Linked DNA regions of Neogale vison: region 1 is linked to region 2. A link is a contact called in public Hi-C data. All regions are on one chromosome and are shown on one strand. Each heading gives the region's core, a stretch centred on a gene start, on an enhancer-like site or on the middle of the called end of the contact. The rest is flanking DNA. Distances are from core to core; before and after follow the strand shown.

Region 1 (4,143 bases), core at 1,003-3,502, 170 kb after region 2:
GAAAATATTTAAGTTCACAAAAAGCAAATACAAATTAAGATGGAATACTATGTTTTGTTTACCAAATTAGCAAAGCATTTTTTTTTTAAAGACAGAAACAACTTAATCATCCACCATGTAACTATTTAGTTGGTTATTTATAGAGGAATTCCACAGTGCCATTAACATTAACAGCATGAAGTATATTCAGGCTTTATTAAGGGAGGGGGGAGCTGCTGCAGAATAACATAATACTATCCAAATTTTTAAAACCAATTCTAGATGGATAAAGATTTTTAAAAATAATAACCATGTACAGCCCCTGAGCGAAATGTTACCATTGATTACCTCTGGGTTGTAGGATTATGGTAACTTTTTCTTTTGCTATTCATACTTTGCTGTTGTTTCCACTAAGTGATAAGACGTATCCCTTTTCTAATCAGGAAAAAAACTGAGCTATACTACAAATGTGATAAAAAGTTGGGAGTAATAGTGAGGATTTAATACCCCTTCCGTCAAAATTGTATTAGAAGATAACAAACCCTACAACTCGGTATTCTATTGAGATTTGAGGGTTTCATCCTCGCAGCCACCACCCTCCATTAAGAGGAAGGAAAGGAAAGGGGACGCGGACGCAAAAATGAAACTAGAAAACTTACTCCAGCTAATCAAAAAACATCAAGTAGCCTCTGACTTGTGATTATGCTAAAGGACGAGTCAACATTGTGATGCTCTTCCTATTTACTTCTCTGGGTAAGGGAAAATAATGTGGGTTTGTTTGCTTGTTTGTTTAAGTAATGTGCTGGGGGGCTGGTAGTGTTGTTTGCTCTCACTACAGAATGTTTTGAAATAAAACTTCAGCCTAGAATGTAAAGATTTTGTTTGGCACAAGGCAACGCATGAGCGAAACAGTAACTGAAAATGGTCCCATACCCCCCCCTTGTGGCTTCTAATATGTCACCTCGGGAAACAGCCCAACCAGCCGAGAGGACGGAACCTTGAATACTGTTTACGTAAGTCCAGCAAACACGTGTCCATTCCCTACCCGGTAGCGGTACGAACTATATGAGGATTAAAAGATACCACTAAATCTCTTCGTACTTTATTCAGGCCATGCCAGCCAGCATTCGTAAACTCACTTATTTGGGCTGAGTACACACACACACACACACACACACACACACACACAGAGTAGTCGAGGTCCTAAAAAGTTGAGCATCGGAAACCGGGTGTCTCTTTAAAATACGGCTTCATCTTCCGGAATAAAGGTGAAGGAATGGGAGTAAGGTCTGGGATGATTATTCTCCAGGGTTTGGTTGGTTGGGTAACATGTGGTAATCAGAAAAAGCACAGTGGATGTGGATGAAAAGACATGGACTGCAGCCCTAACTCTCCGAGTGACCTTGAGCGCGTATAATAGGGGCCCCATTCATCTACTTAACAATTATTTGAAGCCCGGGTGCTGAGGTTACAAAAATGAATCAGACCTAGCCTTGAGACCCTCGCTTTTCTAATTTGTAAATTGGGACCGACAACTTCAACTTACTATCAAAAATTAAACATATGACGGGCCCCCCTTGTACAGAGATGTTCATCTTTGAAACCGTGTTCACAGGTTTATTTATGCTTGTTCAATTTAATCCTTTCCACGTCTGCTCCTAGGAGCTCTAAATCCGAAAAGGAATTAAATAATCTAATCCAATCCTCTAAAATTTTACATTCATTCCACGGGGATTTCTTGAATCAAGGAATCGGCCTGAAGTCTAATAACGACAGCGATCTTCAAAATTCTCAGCCTCCTACCCCTGCGTAGTTCTTTCGTGGGGGACGCGGTACAACCTTGGCAAGGCCGTCGCCCTCTGCGTCCCCAGCAAGCAGCCGGCGCTCTGGGGGCTGAAATGCCATTTGCCTTGCCTAACTCGTGTAAGACCGCTCTCGCACGCCCCCTGGAGGAGCCAGGTGGGAAAGAGGCCACTAGCTCGCCGCGCTTCTCCCACTTCTCTGGAGGCGGGAGGAAAAGCTCGGGAGCCTGTGGCAGGGAAGTTCCCTCGGCGGCCTTGCGGGGAGCAGTTCCAGGGAGTGGAATCACCCGCTAGGCTCCGGAGGGGCGGTACCCAGCCCGGAAGAACCCTGCGGCGGCACAGGAGTGCCGGCAGGGGGCGCGGGCTGCCAGGCCACCCCCGGGGGCTAAAGGCCGGTGGTCCCTCCCAGGTCTGGTGTGCGGCGCGGCTGCACCGCCCGATCCCCAGGCCCCCCCACCCTCACCTCGTCACCTCCCCGCCCAGTCGGCGGGCCTCTGAGGTGCGCGGCGCAGGCGCGGAGCGAGGTGGTGAGTGCGGCCGCCGAGCTGGGGCCTGGGGCTTGGCGCCTGGCGGGCAGGGCGTGAGGCGCGCGGGAGGGAGAAGGGCCGGCCCGGGGGAGCGCCCGAGAGCGCGAGGGCCACAGCGGCGCCGCCCGCCGGCAGGGCCGCGCGGCCGCTCCGCCCGCACTCGGGCGCTTCGGCTACCGCCGCCGCCTCGGAGCTGCGCCTGGGCGGGCCCCGGAGTCCTGGTGAGTGTGAGGAGGAGCGGGCCGGCGGCGTGCGGACGCAGCCTCCCAGAGGAGAGGGCAGGAAGACCCCGCGACCGACGTCTTTTTAAACGAAACCCTGCCTCCGTTTTAAGACGGGATGGCGGCCCCTCCCCCATCCTGGAGGCAGTTCCACCCCCCGCGGAGGACGCTCGGCCCCCTGCTGCTGTTTTCTTTATGGCGCTTTTGGGGTCGGGGTTTAGGAGTCCCCGCTGGTCGCCTGGCCCTGCTGGGCCCGGCGCGTGGCGCGGGCGTGGAGGCGGCTAGGTCCGGGGGTCTCCTGCGCGGCCCCTCTGACCGGCGTGTCCGGTGGCGCCTGGGCTCCCGAAGCCGGTCGGTGCCAGGCTGGCCCCCCGCGGTGCGGAGCGGCTTCGGGACTCTGGCTGCGAATCCCTTGTTCGCCCGCAAGCCTCCGCGTCCGAATGCAGCCTGGCGCTCTCATCTCGGGCCAGTGGCCTGCCCCCCCCCCTTCGGGTGCCCCTACACCCCTTTAGCTTTTCTTTTTCAGTACAACCTACGACGCGAGTAATTTGAAATAATTTCAATTACCTCTTCGCGAAGAGGTAAAAATTTGGGCAAAGACTGGTGACTCAAGTTGGACGTACCGTGCGTTCTAGTTTAAAAACTCCACTGAACCATTTTTGTGTTTCAGTTCTTTTAAAATCTGGAGAATATGTACTTATTCTGAAAGGAGGATGAAAAAAACTTGCTTTTAAAACCTTGTAAAAATAGAGCTTTTGATTGTGAATACTTGCCTTATTTTTATACCAGTTAGAGAGTATTTATATTAGATGAAAGGCCTTCGATATCGATCTGTTTGATATAGGTACTGATTGCGTGTTAAATGGCATTTTGTACAGACATTCTTGAAAAAAATGACAGGTGGAGAGATGCTGATAGGTATTTTGTAAGTTGCTTTAAAAAAAAATGTTTCGTGTGGCATGGTATCATTTTTGTAAATGTAGAACATACATATGTATACCTTAGCCTAGGAAAATGTCTAGATGTGTGTATACCAAAATGTTAACAATGTTTTTCCTGGGTGAATAGATTCAAAGTGATTTAATTAATTTAAATTAACTTATAACCTGCTGTGACATGTATTACATGGGTTGTTTGTTAAATGGGGAAGAGAGTGAATGAGAAGGTGACTCAAAATCTTCCCCATGAGAGGAAGACTTAGTGAGGAGGTTGATAAGACATCTTTGAGTAAAAAACCATACTTCTTCATCAGCGCAGTTATGTATACAAAAAGCACATAAGAATATTTGCTGAAATGAAAGATGTTAGCATTTCTGGTCTTGAGAAGGCATCTTAGCATCATGCTGAAAGGGTGGGAGTCAGACCTTTCCTGATCAAGGTGATCCTATTCCTCTCACCTGACAGCCTGAATCCAGGCCAGCTTGAAAGATTAATTTTTAGTGCCGTGCTTGGTTTCCTTTCCTTGCTTTTTCATTCTTCAAATTGGAAAGAATTTAAAGTGTGTTCTGAAATAGCAAGAAGCTACTTTAATGTTGGGCCGATAGTTTTCATTGTTCTCCCGACAGTTTTAGAACATTTAAAACATGAAGTTTAATGCCTTGGGCTGTATAAATT
Region 2 (4,002 bases), core at 460-2,959:
AATTTTAGAAGGAAAAATATAGCAAAGACTAGCAAAGACTACCTATTAATATTTCAAAAAACTCTGTGCCTGGAAACATAGTTTTGGAAATGCTGCCTTAAGGTTTACTTTGACTCCTGGCTCAACGTTGTTTGCTTCCTCTCCCCGTCCCCCTGCCCCCTCCCTTAAATTCCCTGCTCTGGAGTAAATAACATCATGTCCTGAAACTACCGGGAAAAAATCCTGGTTCAAGAGAAATATTTAGAAACATATACCTCTGGAATGTGAGATGAAAACCAGACCTTAAGAAAGGAGAAAGAAAACAAGAAATAGTCAAATGAAAGTATGAAAACATAAAGGAATGAATCTCATTTACGATTGCGTACGGACGTGTGATGTTAGAGCAAAAATTGGTTATTGGTCAGGTTTTTGCCCTTGGATGACAAATGGGACTATAACCTCTCTACGGTGGGTCACTTCCAAGACCTAAAAATTCAAAAAAGAGCGGATGTTTGAGGGCTTTTATTGCAGACTTCAATCACGTTCCGAGCCTTTTCAATACAATGAAAGACCACCAGGGGGAGAAACGCGAAGAACACTGGACCTTTATAAGAACCGCGATCTCAAAAGGCAACAGATCCCATTATTCTTAAGGAAAGGGGTGGGGGGAGTGGGATTCTGTAGCAAACGGCAGAAAGCTTGAATCTAATCTATAGCTAAGAGAGCTCTTCTGAAGTCTCCGTGGGCACCACGCGAAAAAAGGTCTTAAGTCAGAACGGAATCCTACAAGCTGACTCAAATCTGAATTTAAAAACATTGCAAAAGGACTCCCCGGAGTGAGTCAGGATTGCAGAGGGGGGTGGCAGTGTATTACTCTTCCGATTTGGGCTATAACTTAACTTTACATTGGCAGAATGACGCGCACCAGCGCTTCCTAAAGTGCCTCCTTTCTAGTATCCATAACCATTTCGGGTTCGCCACTGACAACGGCGATGAACCACCAAGGCCCCTTCTCTCGCCCCCACACAAGAGGAAATCTCATTTCCTCTGTGGTCGTATAAGTGCAAGAACTTACTCGATCCCAATACTCCTGTATGTCTACCCTAGCCTGCCTAGTGCCCGTGGAAACAGATACACAACACATATGCCGTCCTAGGATGACACAACATCCTCACTGCTGCAAAAGACGGAGCATAAACACACCCGCTCCAGAAAAGCACCCCTCCACCACACGAACTTCGGGCGGAAAAACAAGGCGCAAGCGCACTGCCACACTGTTACCCGATTTGCCCACTTCCCCCTCCCGGGCTCAGCAATTTCACTTCCCCTATTTTGCACTTCTACTTCCGGGGTATTGTAGGCTCAGCCCCTCCTCAGTTCTTACCCTCCTCTGCCCGAGGAGGGGGGGAGTCGAGGGGGTGGGGAAGAGTTCGTTGTTTGTTTACACGATGTGAGCGGAAAAAGAGACCAATAAAGTTTATTCTGGAAACAAAAGGAAAAAAAACAGGGTGACAGAGAAAGGAGACGGGGGCGGGGGCGTGTGGCGGGGGCTGGAGAGAAGAGGGAGCTAGAAGGAGAAAGCGGCAGTTCCGGTGCCGCCGCTGCGGCCGCTGAGGTCTTGGGCTGCTGCTGCCGCGGCCGCTGGGGCTGGGGCCGCCGGCGAGGCAGGGCTCGGGCCCGGCCGGGCAGCTCCGGAGCGGCGGGGGAGAGGGGCCGGGAGGCGGGGGCCGTGCCGCCCGCTCTCCTCTCCCTCGGCGCCGCCGCCGCCGCCGCCGCCGCCGCCCGCGGGGCTGGGACCCGATGCGGTTAGAGCCGCGGAGCCTGGAGGAGACCCGAGCGTGAGTAGAGCGCGGACTGGCCGGGAGCGGGCGCGGCCGGGCTGGGAATGGGGTGGGTGTGGGGGCCTCTCCGGCGCGCCCGTGGTATTGGGCGGGGGCTCCCCACGGGTCGTCTCTCAGGGTCGGCCCGCTGCAGACTTCGGCTATGATCGCCGCTCCCTCTTCCCCGCCTGCCGCTGGCCTCACCCAGATGCAGAGGCGAGGGCTAGCCGTGTACTCTCCTTTCCCCCTGGCCGCCTCCTCGCTCCTGGTTTCCTTCCTCTCTCATTTTTGGAGATGGGGTGGCTGGAATCTGAGGAAGTGCACCCAGGGCCGCCGCCCCGGTGGCAGTAGCTCGGTGCCCCGCACCCTTGCACGCCCACCGGGCCCGCGGGTGGCCGGGCTGCCGCGACCACCGCGGCGTGAGGGATCCCGCCGGAGCCGCGGGCTGTTCCATAAGGGCTGTCATGCCCCCGGACTCCGGCCCTGCCAGCCGGACGACCCTGCGTTTGTCTCACGCTGAGTTTAAATCGCCCGGCTGGGGCAGGGAAGGAAAACCGCTCCCCCCAACCCCGCAGTTCCCCTCCCACCCTTCCTCTCTAGGTTGTTGTTGTTGGTTTTTTTTGTTTTGTTTTTTTGTTTTCCTTTTAACCGAGACAGTCAAACGTATTGGATTTTTCATTCATAGACCCTAGACATTGTCTCGTGATTTGTGTCTTTACTAAGTCTATTATGTGATGCCCGTTTCATAGCTCCTAAGTGGTTCAGAAAGGTAGGGTACGCCCAGCATTGGACTATGTAAACACCAGACGTTCAGCCTGTGTTTTGACCGCGGCTTGAGGGGTTTATTTTAGGATGCTAAAGGAATAGTGGTGATGGTGGCTAGTCCCCAGACTTAGGAATCAGGAATCGAAAGCTATTTCTTAGATGAGGGACTGTTTACCGAGTTCTACGACGGGTAAGGGAGCGCAACAAGAGGGGGGCTTTGAGGAAAATAGCTCGTATATTCTTTAATGAATTAGAGTTGTGATTTCGTTTTAGAAAAAGCTTCCTCATTCCGGCGCCTTTGTGCACATTCGGCACACGGGTTTGCGATATGTTTTGAATCTATTTTGTGAGGCCCCGGAGAACCCCTCGAAAACTTGGGTAGATAAACTGCTGGTAACTCAAGTCGGATGATTTCAGTGGCCACATTTGAACCACTGCAGGCAGTATTGGTCGCAGGCTTTCCTCCTTAGATAATAGATTCTTGGGGGGTATTTGCTTACAAATTTGCTTTTATGCTGGATTGTGTGATGTTGAGAAGAGACCTGAAAAAACCTTAAGATACCATGTTGCTAATTTAAATTGGATCAATCAATATTTTATGTCTTTATTAAGAGGCCCTTGAAGCAACTGCAGTGTAAGAATTTGTTAGTATGTCTGTGTATTCAAGTTTTAAGATTTTTTAACTGAAGTGTTGAATTCTAGTTGACAGCATAGATCTCTAGATAAACATCACATGTTATGGAAAATTTTAATTATCAGATTAACTGTTCTGCAGTGTCATCAACCAAAATTATCTGAGGAGGGCCCAGTAGGGTGTGTGTGTGTGTGTGTGTGTGTGTGTGTGTGTGTTGGTGCTTGTTTTGTTTTTTAAGTTTTCTTGTCTCATGTTTTGGGATAAAATTAAATAAAATGACATCCATAACTTTTTTCAAAAGTTTCTTGTGCATTTTTTCATCTCTGTAAAATAGAGTGCTTTTCTTCACAAACTAGGTGGTTGAAAGAAATGATAGCACATCTTAATAGTAATAACTCCATGGAGGAAATACCGAGAAAGTAAATGAATATTAACAATATTCAGTTGACTGTGAGAATAAAGTTTGAAAGGCATTTCTGTCAGTTTTAGTTGAAGAATTAAAAATGAACCACATGTAAATGCAGAACGTGTTTTATATAAAGTTTTTAAATTTTAAGTAAATTGGATATAACATGAAAGATGTCATTGGATACAGTACTGTACTTGAACTGAAAGATTACTGCAGGAATGTGTATATTCTCGGGGGGCTGGATATATGTAAAAGGGAGACTAAAAGAACAGTGACTTTGCCTGGCTCTGTGTATGGAACAGTCCTTCTGGAGGCAGAGCTTCCTTCCTGTCAGGATAAGATCCTCTCCATCCCAAATAAGTATTCCCTTAAAAAAAAAACAAAAAAAAAAAAAC

What was found. Hi-C and Micro-C count contacts between places; a contact is called where the count stands out from the background.
Region 1: a contact with region 2 is called in a Hi-C map of fibroblasts, with 5 times the contacts expected there. The contact joins the promoter of ZNF639 here to the promoter of PIK3CA in region 2. A contact is called at or near these places in 2 of 3 Hi-C or Micro-C datasets (fibroblasts and muscle).

Annotation. Positions count from the first base shown.
Region 1 is chr6:102,719,028-102,723,170 of ASM_NN_V1, forward strand. It overlaps ZNF639 (zinc finger protein 639), which reads left to right and starts at 2,253. Exons shown (of 6, transcript XM_044251825.1): 1 at 2,253-2,308.
Region 2 is chr6:102,546,822-102,550,823 of ASM_NN_V1, forward strand. It overlaps PIK3CA (phosphatidylinositol 4,5-bisphosphate 3-kinase catalytic subunit alpha isoform), which reads left to right and starts at 1,710. Exons shown (of 21, transcript XM_044251823.1): 1 at 1,710-1,817.